Regions from separate parts of the Callithrix jacchus genome. Here region 1 is linked to region 2. A link is a contact called in public Hi-C data. All regions are on one chromosome and are shown on one strand. Each heading gives the region's core, a stretch centred on a gene start, on an enhancer-like site or on the middle of the called end of the contact. The rest is flanking DNA. Distances are from core to core; before and after follow the strand shown.

What was found. A called contact is a pair of places that touch in the nucleus more often than the background predicts.
Region 1: a Hi-C map of induced pluripotent stem cells shows a contact between it and region 2, with 2.8 times the contacts expected there. The contact joins two enhancer-like sites. A contact is called at or near these places in 2 of 3 Hi-C or Micro-C datasets (induced pluripotent stem cells and skeletal muscle).

The regions. Positions count from the first base shown.
Region 1 is chr19:16,429,365-16,433,901 of calJac240_pri, reverse strand. No RefSeq gene overlaps it. Among named protein-coding and RNA genes, the nearest start is that of GARIN4, 30 kb to the left of the region's middle. Within about 2 kb of position 2,456, at least 12 of the 16 cell types and tissues checked have an H3K27ac peak or open chromatin away from gene starts, as enhancers often do.
Region 2 is chr19:16,128,300-16,133,245 of calJac240_pri, reverse strand. ANGEL2 (angel homolog 2) reads right to left here. Exons shown (of 8, transcript XM_078356600.1): 3 at 4,865-4,934; 4 at 3,108-3,529. Among named protein-coding and RNA genes, the nearest start is that of ANGEL2, 11 kb to the right of the region's middle. Within about 2 kb of position 1,550, at least 2 of the 16 cell types and tissues checked have an H3K27ac peak or open chromatin away from gene starts, as enhancers often do.

The sequences.
Region 1 (4,537 bases), core at 1,207-3,706, 300 kb before region 2:
CATGGATGACCTAAGACACTGCTCATTAGCTGCCAGCAACTTTAACACAGAGATGTCACTCAAGCCAAACAGTAGTTTTGAAAGGCAAGTCTTCCTGTGCCTATTTTTGCTGATGAGGAAACTAACACAAAGAAATTAAGAGACTTCCTAATGACCACCCGGTATTTTGGTGGCAGAGACCTGATGTTGGTTCAAATCAGGTTTTGCTCTTAAGGCCATGTTCATTCCACCAACCATAAAAACCCAAACCATCTGGGCTCTGGAGGAGGAAACTGGAGGAGAGAACCCTGACATTCCAGAGTCCACTGGGTTTAGTGCTCTTTCCTTCCTTCACCCCACTCAGGAGAGGCAAAGGAGGCGCTGAGTAGGGAAGGATGGCGGCTCCTCCCACGACTCCAAGTGACTCGATACTGAGGCCCCTCAGATGCCCAGGAGGGGGGAGAAGGGGACTCCTCCTGAGACCTAGAGGGCCTGGGTAAGGACTGATTGTCAAGGATGAGCCTCTAGTCTACCCCAGGCCCTGATGGCCTCGTTCTTCTGCTGGGAGCCATGCTCTGAAAGGACCAAGTGTTCAGTGGATGAGAAATGAGAGCCAGTGAGCCTGGCAAGGATAAACCAACCCACACTTGACCCCAGAGCAGTGTGAGCTGGTTAAGAGAGTGAGCTTGGCCAGGAAATTCAGTCAAGACAGAAAATCTCAGAAGACAGCGGCTGAAGCAGACTGACATAAGCCCAGCCGGCCTCCATGAGCAGGCTGAGGTGTCTGAGACGTACTCCAAAGGACCCAGCCAGGGTCAGCGGATTCCAACTGAGGCTATGCTCTGCCTTCCGGAGCTTTGTATCTGTAAGCAAGTCACTCACCTCTTAATGGAGATCATGATGCACTTCACAAGATCGTTATGAGCGTCGAAAGAGACCAGGCATGTGAGTGAATCCCTACCCAACAAAGCATAGGGAAGAAATAGAAAAGGCATTCAACTAACTTTTGTTAAATGGAACTGTTCTTATGTCTGGCTAGATGTGAGTGTTATACTTTTACTTGACTGGATTTGGGTTATATTTTCCCATATGTTCTCATATTCTCTTTCGATTTGTACCTGGGTGTGTGGGGAATGAAAATAAAAATTCATTAAAGGTCTAGTATGTGCTAGGTTAGTCCTCAAGTCTGATTCCTGGACAGACTGCACCAACATCCCCCGAGATGCAAATTGGAAACACAAATTATTGAGCCACACCAGAGTCCTACTGATTCAGAACCTTGAGGTGGGGCCAGCAACTCATATTTTAATAAATTCTCAGGTGATGTTGATGAACTCAAACCACCATGCTAAGTGTTTTACAGGAATACGCTCATTTAATTCCATGAAAGCCCAAAGAGGTGGGAAGTCTAATAATATCCCTGATTTACAGATGACAAACATGGGGTTAGGAGAGGTTAGTGGCCTGTCCAGGTCCTACCCCGGTTTGGGAGCCCCAAGTCTGTGTACTCCACTCCACTGCCCTCTCCCTTCACTACCTGGATGCCTCCCAGAAGTGAGACATTTTTGTTCCAAGAGGGCTTCCTATAGGCAAAAGTGGGAGCAGGAGTCACTAGGACACAGGAGCATTCTCCTGGGCTGATGGTAGAATAGACAGCTATTTTTACTAGGTTTGCAAGACCAGCCAGACAGTTAACATCTATGGAAATAGGCAAACATCTAGCACTACGACTGTCCCATTCTTGGGCTGGAGCTAAGACGGCCTCACTGTGAGGTTTGGATATTCCAGAACACCTACCATCTGCTAAGCATGAGCTTCTGCAACACTGAGATCTGTCGTAACCACTGATGATGACGTCGCCATCAATGATGGATTACGTTCCTACTACTTCAACGCACTGTGCTAGAGGCTTTATAAATATTCTCCTCCTGGTGTTATTATGCCCTTTAACAGATGAGACCATTGATGCCCAAAGAGGTGTGGGGACAACAGCTCATAAGCAACGGGGCAGGGTTCTGGCCTGCATACTCTAAGGATGATTTCTTCCATTATGCTATCCTTTGAGAGGCCGGGAGAGAGCAGGGGAGAACGGTGGGGGGCTCCCAGCAAAAGGACAAGGCCTGCAGGGCAGGGTCTGGGGTAGAAGTGGAGGCCCACTCTTGACAATCAGTCCTTACCCAGGAGCACAGACCCAGGCAAATCTGGTTCCAGCACCCGTGACCCCTTCCCCTCCTGGCTCCCTGACGTTGGAGAAATCCCCCTGGAACTCACTGCGGGCCGGCGGGCACCTGCCACTGACGGGAAGAACGCCGGATTCCTATGTGCGCAAGAGGGCCCAAGGCAGACCTGCCAGCAGCCACGAGATGGCGCTGCGACCCAGGCGACTCCGGGCCCTGCCGCCACCCTCTCCGAGGCTGCCCCGCGGAAGACCCAAGCGTTAGTTGTTGGAGGACGCTCTCCCACTCCCCACCGAGATCCCTCTTTCTTCCCTCCTCCTTCCTCGCCCCCTGGCCCTGCGAAGAGTGGATGCCATATCAGGGAGCTCTAGGCCCAAGGGCAGGCTGGGACTCCCCAGCGACTCCCAGGCAGCCCGGGGGCAGCTGCTTCTCCCCTCCCCTGCCCTCCCTTCCTCTTTCCCTGGGCTCCTCCCCAGCCCGGCCAGCCAGTCCTGGCCCACTGCCCTCCCACAGCACAAATGAAGCAGGATCACAACTCTCAGACTTAACGACTACACAACTAAACATCAAACATGAGCTCTTGGTTCCCACGCCTGTAATCCCAGCACTTAGGGAGGCAGAGGCGGGCGGATCACTAGGTCAGGAGATCGAGACCAGCCAGACCGAGATGGTGAAACCCTGTCTTTACTAAAATACAAAAAAATTAGCCGAGCGTAGTGGCGCGGGCCTGTAGTCCCTGCTACTGCGGAGGCTGAGGCAGGAGAATCGCTTGAACCAGGGAGGCGGAGGTTGCCCTGAGTCAAGATGAGATAGCCCCACTGCACTCCAGCCTGTCGACAAAAAGAGACTATGTCTAAAAAAAAAAAAGCATCCCTTTGCTTGAAAACTCAGCCATCGAAGTTCCAGAGTCCTGTGCCTGGTGTCACCTCTCTTTCCCAAAGTCCTCTCCCATCACTTAATGCATCGGTGCACGCACATGCACTTGGAGAGGCAGAATTTTGAATTGAAAATCTGGATCTACCATGAAAAACTGTGACGTAAGAAAGTTCTTTAAGTCTCTTCGAGCCTCGATTTTCTCATCCATAAAGTGGAAATAAAACTAGTTATTACTTTATGGGCTGTTGGAAAAATTAAATCTATCTAAACCATTGAGAGGTGCTTTGACACACAGTAAGTACTCAGTAAAGATTTCTTTTCCTCTGACACTTAGGATGTGTATCCATCACATGGCATTCAATGCAGGCCGCCTTGTGTTTTTGGCTAATTTCTCCCGCAGGACATCCCACCCCCAAGGGCCGTGTCTTGCATATCTCTATGCTCAGGAGCACCCAGCACAGGCCCTGGCCTGGTGCATGGTAATTAGACTGGCCGCGGTGACCACCGCAAACCACAGGCTCTGGCTCCATTCTGCCTCCCGCCTGCCTTCTCTCGGGCGCTGGCTTCATGTGCAGCCCTGCTGGTGCAGTTACCAAGTGTCCTCTCCTCCACTTCGCTGCTTTGGGGTGGTGATGCCCAGCTTTGAGTGGTGAGAGCTGTAGCCTTTTGCTCTCTGCTAGGCCAGGGAGCCCCTTCTGAGACGGTGAGGGGTCCAGGGTGGAAGGGGGCGTGGTGCTTGTTTTGTGTCCCAAAGAGAGAGTGTGTTCCACACAAAGCCTGCTTGAGCAGAGAAGAACCTGGCCCAGCACCTTGGCCTTGACCCAGGCTCATATGATGTGGAGCCCTTGCTTCCCCTGTGATTGGTCAAAAGCTTAACAAGTCAGTTTGTAGAGGTCTGGGTCTGGGGCTTCTTTGGAGTTTTTATTTGTGTCTGTCCTGAGTTTTCTGAGAGTCAGGCCTTTCCTCTACATCTGTGTCTTGCCCCACAGTTCCCCAGTGCACAATCCTTCCATGTGTGTTGACTGACTGCCTAATGCTTTGGCTCTGATGACTTTACCAAGTTGGCTCTCAGTCCGATTTTCTTTTTAGTTTTTGAGACAGGGTCTCACTCTGTTGCCTGGCTGGAGTGCAGTGGCATAATCATGGCTCACTGCAGCCTCGTATTCTGGGGTTCAAGCGATCCTCCCACCTTGGACCTGCCACCACACCTGGCTGATTTTTATTTTATATTTTAGAGATGGGGATCTCACTATGTTGCCTGGAGCTGGTCTCAAACTCCTGGGCTCAATCAATCCTCCCTCCTAGGCCTCCCAAAGTGCTGGTATTACAGGCGTGAGCCAACACATCTGGCCTCAATCAGATCTTTAACCATCTAATTTATTCAATTCCGTCAGAGGGCCCCCTGCTGAAGCTGTTCATGGAGTGCTCTGATATCATTAAAAAGCTAACCACATATGCAAATGAAGTGTTGGAGGTGTGAGAGTGGCTTGGGGTAGAAAGTGCTT
Region 2 (4,946 bases), core at 301-2,800:
ATGTGATGCTGTTTGACAGCACTTTATACACAGTAGAACTTTTTTTCAAAGTCAGAAACCTTGCCAATGTTTTATCAACTAAATTTATGTAACATTTAAAATCATTTGTTGTCATTTCAGCAACGTTCATAGCATCTTCATCAGAAGTAGATTCCATCTCAAGAAAATACTTTGCTCGTCTCTAAGAAGCAACTCCTTACCTATTTAGGTTTTATCATGAGAGTGAAGCAATTCAGCTACTTCTTTAGGCTCCACTTCTAATTCTGGTTCTCTTGCTGTTTCTACCACATCTACAGTTGCTTTCTCCACTGAAGTCTTGAACCTCTAAAAGTCATCCATGAAGGCTGGAATTTACTTCTTCCAAACTCCTTTAAATGGCGATATTTTGACCTCCTCCCACGAATCACAAATTGTTTTGAATAGCACTTAGGATGCTGAATCCTCTCCAGGTTTTCAATTTACTTTCCCCAGATCCATCAGAGAAATCACTTCTATGGCAGCTATAGCCTATGAAGTGTATCTCTTAAGTAAGGGGACCTGTAAGTACAAACTTACTCCTTGATTCAATAGGCTGCAGAATAGATGCTGTGTTAGCAGGCATGAAACAATATTCATTTCCTTGTACATCTTCATCAGAGCTCCTGGGTAACCTAGGTGCCTTGTCAATAAACACTAATCTTTGGAAAAGAATCTGTTTTCCTGAGTAGTAGTCTCAACAGTGTGCTTAAAATATTCTGCGCCATTAACAGATGCATGGTCATCCCCAAGCTTTGTTTTTCCATTGACAGAGCAGAGGCAGAGTAGATTTAACATAATTTTTAAGTGCCCTAGGATTTTCAGAATGGTCAACAAATGCTGACTTTAAAGTAACAACCTACATTAGCTCCTAACGAAGGTCAGCCTGTCCTTTGAAACCAGGCACTGACTTCTTTCTAGCTATGAAAGTCCTAGATGACATCTCCTTGCAATAGAAAGTGGTTTCATCCAAATTAAAAATCTATTTTTGGCCAGGTGTAGTGGCTCATGCCTGTAATCCCAGCACTTTGAGAGGCAGGAGGATTGCTTAAGCCCGGGAGTTCGAGACCAGCCTGGGCAACATGGTGAAACCCTATCTCTACCAAAAAATATTTTAAAATTAGCCCAGCAAGGAGGCACACACCTATAATCCCAGATACTTGGGAGGCTGAGGCAGAATCGTTTGAACCCAGGAGGTAAGGTTGTAGTGAACTGAGATCATGTCACTGCACTACAGCCTGGGAAACAGAGCAAGAACCTATCTTAAAAAAAGAAGAAAAAAAAAGTATTGTTTAGTTTTAGCAACCTTCATCACTGATCTTAGCTAGATCTTCTCGGCATTCTGGACAGTCTACTGCAGCTGTAACAGCGGCAGCACTTGTTGCTCTCCCTGTACTTGTTATGTTATGGAGATGGCTTCATTCCTTCAGCCTCACAAACTAACCTCTATTAATTTCTAACTTGTCTCCTGCCGCTTCCTCATCTCTCTGTCTTCATAAAATCGAAGAGATGTAGGGCCTTGCTCTGGACTAGGCTTTGACTGAAGGGGACGCTGTGGCTGCTTTGACCTTCTATCCAGAACACTCGCACTTTCCCCATATCGGCAATAAGGCTGTTTGACTTTCTTATGCCTTCACACACTGGAGCAGCACTTTCAATTTTCTTCAAGAACATTTCCTTTGCATTCGCAACTTTGCTGTTTGGTGCTAGAGGCCTAGCTTTTGGCCTGTCTTGGCTTTCAAAATGCCTTCCTTCTAAATTTAATCATTTCTAGCTTTTGATTCAAAGTGAGACATGTGACTCTTACTGTTTACTTGAACACTTAGCGCTGCAGGGCTATTACTTGGCCTAGTTTCAATATTGTTGTGCTTCAGGGAATACAGAGGCCCAGGTAGAGGGAGAGAGATGATTAGTGGAGCAGTCAGAACACATTTATCGATTAAGTTCATCATTTTACATGGGTACAGGTCATAACACCCCAAAGCCATTATAACAGTACTATCAAAGATTACTAATCCTAGATCAACATAACAGATATAATAATAATGAAAATGTTTGAGTAATGCAAGAGTTACCAAAATGTGACAGAGACAGGAACTGAGCACATGCTGTTGGAAAAATGGCGCCGACAGAGCTGCTTAAGGCAGGGTTGATACAAAGCCTCCATTTTGTAAAATGCAGTGAAGCTTGATAAAGCAAAGCACAATAAAACAAGGTACACCTGTACTAAGAGAGATCAGCTCTTATAATATTTTAAACTATCACTCAAAACTCCACTGGTGGAGAGCTTATTTTGGCAAATATACTAAAGATCAAATAATCTAAAGTAAGGAGAGGAAAGCACAATAAAAATAATTACATGAGATAAATTGTGCTAAGCTAAATAAAATATTTATTATGCAAGGGAAGCTTATATAATAAATGTTAAATGACTATTTTGCCCACATCCAGCATTCAAAATTCTATACTGCCACCTTGTGAATAATTACTTATTTAAGTATCCATGTCTAGCAATACCTCTTTTTTTTTTGGTGGGGTGGGGGGGGGGGGGCGCTGCCTGTTAATCCCTCCAAGCAGTACGTTGCCACAGATAGTTGAAAAAGATGAAAATCAACCAAGTGAAAATAATTACTTATCAGAAGTGGCCGGGCACAATGGCTTACGCCTGTAATCCCAGTACTTTGGGAGGCTGAGGTGGGTGGATCACTTGAAGTAAGGAGTTTGAGACCAGCCTGGCCAACATGGTGAAACCCCGTCGATACTAAAAATACAAAAATTAGCCAGGCGTGGTGCAGGTGCTTGTAATCCCAGCTTCTCGGGAGGCTAAGGCAAGAGAATCACTGGAACCCAGGAGGTGGAGGTTGCAGTGAGTTGAGATCACGATACTCTCTAGCCTCCAGTATGGGCGACAGAGCGACACTCTGTCTCAAAAAAAAAATTTAAAAAGAAGTCATGGAAATTCATCATAGTTTGATAAACTGAGGGTACTGAATCATCCAAGGTTTTCAAACAGCCGTGTAATGACTAACTTCACACAATCATGAGCAGAGCAACTATGTCCACCTCCTAATACCAATGAAACAAGCACTTACCTTTCCTATGGCAAGTCCTTCATAATTCAATTTTCCTTCCTTTATGAAACTATATAGTGGAGAACCAGGAACAGAATTAAAGTCACCACACATAACAATAGGGCAGAAGCTGCCATCTTTCTGGTGGGCAACACTGGAAATCTCTGCCAGTAGCATTGCCAATTGGGTCAGCTTAATATCACCTCGCCTTGGATTATACAATAGATGCGTATTTGCTACGCAGATCGCAGGAGAGGCAGCACATGGAATTTTGGGCTGTAAGAGTAAAACTAATCCAACATTGTCTCTGTCCAACAGAGAAATATCAGGGCGGTAGAATTCCACTGGGTTCACTGACAAGAGTGAAAATTTGGAATGTTTGAAGCAAATAGCACAGCCATCAGGTTTCCTTCCTGTCCGCATCTTATATTCACAGTGATAACCTATAAGAAACAAATGAATTTAAAACAACTATTTTACATATTTGTCAAAACACAGCTCACCTAATACGTTTGAACAATGTTTACCAAACTATATTCTGCAAATATTAGTAATGTAAGATGTCAACAAGTATTGGAATAAAAAGCATGTGACAGTGGGTCTAACAGGCCTCTTTATGAGCAGACTTCAGCCCTTGATATGCTACTGTGTATTATCACTCTCCCACTGCCATCCTAGTAAAACTCAGTACTGGTAAAAACAGTAAAGCCTTATAATAATCTATTCTCTCACTCTCTACATCCTACATCCCTGATCTTTTTGCCTATAACGCCTTTCCCCTCACTTCATTTCAACCTCACTGGCCTCCTCATTTCCCTTAATACACTCCAAACTCAGGGCCTTTCCCTTGCAATTTCTGCTATGTAGAATGTTCTAGGCATGGCTTAGTCCTTTATCTCCTTCAAATCTTTGTTCAAATGTCACCTTGTCTGATCATTTTGTTTAAAATGTAAACCTCCCCCATTCCACTTTCCTGCTTTTCTCCAGAAAAATGTAATTACTTAATATGCTATTTTATTTGGTTAGCCTTTTTCCACTAGAATGTACACCCCACTAGAGGGAGAAATTTTTAAAAATCTTTTTCATCCAATGCTATATCCTCACGCCTTAGAATAGTGCATGGTATATAGCAGGCACTCAAAAAAAAAAAATTGCTGAATGAATAAATGCAAAGTAGGCACATTTCTCAAGGATATGTGACCAGAGAGATAACTTGTTTCTAGAAGCGTTTATTTATCAAACAGGTTTTTGGCATTTATCCATTAGGTATACAGTGGTAGGCACTGGTATTGTAATGATGAACAAGACAGAATGGTCCCTGATCTCATGGAGCTCAGAATCTTATAGGTCTAGAGGTGGGCCAAACAACTCCTAGGAAAGGGAACTACTAAGAGATTCTAATACATGTTTTGTTTGAATTAAAATTATATACCAACATAAAACTTTCCAGTTGAATACCTCAATCTTTTCCTGACCTTTTGAAATTTAGTTTTTCAAATTAAGATTTTTAGCCTAAATATGCCACACATTTTTGTTAGCAAGTTATATTTTAATGACACAAGAATTTTCAAAAGTAAATTTGGCTAAGATAAAAGTTATATTGCCAGCATGATGGTACACATCTCTAGTCCCAGCTACTCAGGAAGCTGGGATGAGAGGATCACTTGAGCCCAGGAGGTTGAGGCTGCAGTGAGCCATGACTATGCCACTGACCTCCAGCTTGGGCCACAGAGTGTTGACTCTGTCTCAAAAGAGGGAAAAAAAAAGTTACATTGTACCCAGTGATTCCAAACTTGGCCTGATCTCTGCTCCATAATGATCTTCTTGAACTTCTTGCAAACAAAGTACCTTGGAAGAAAA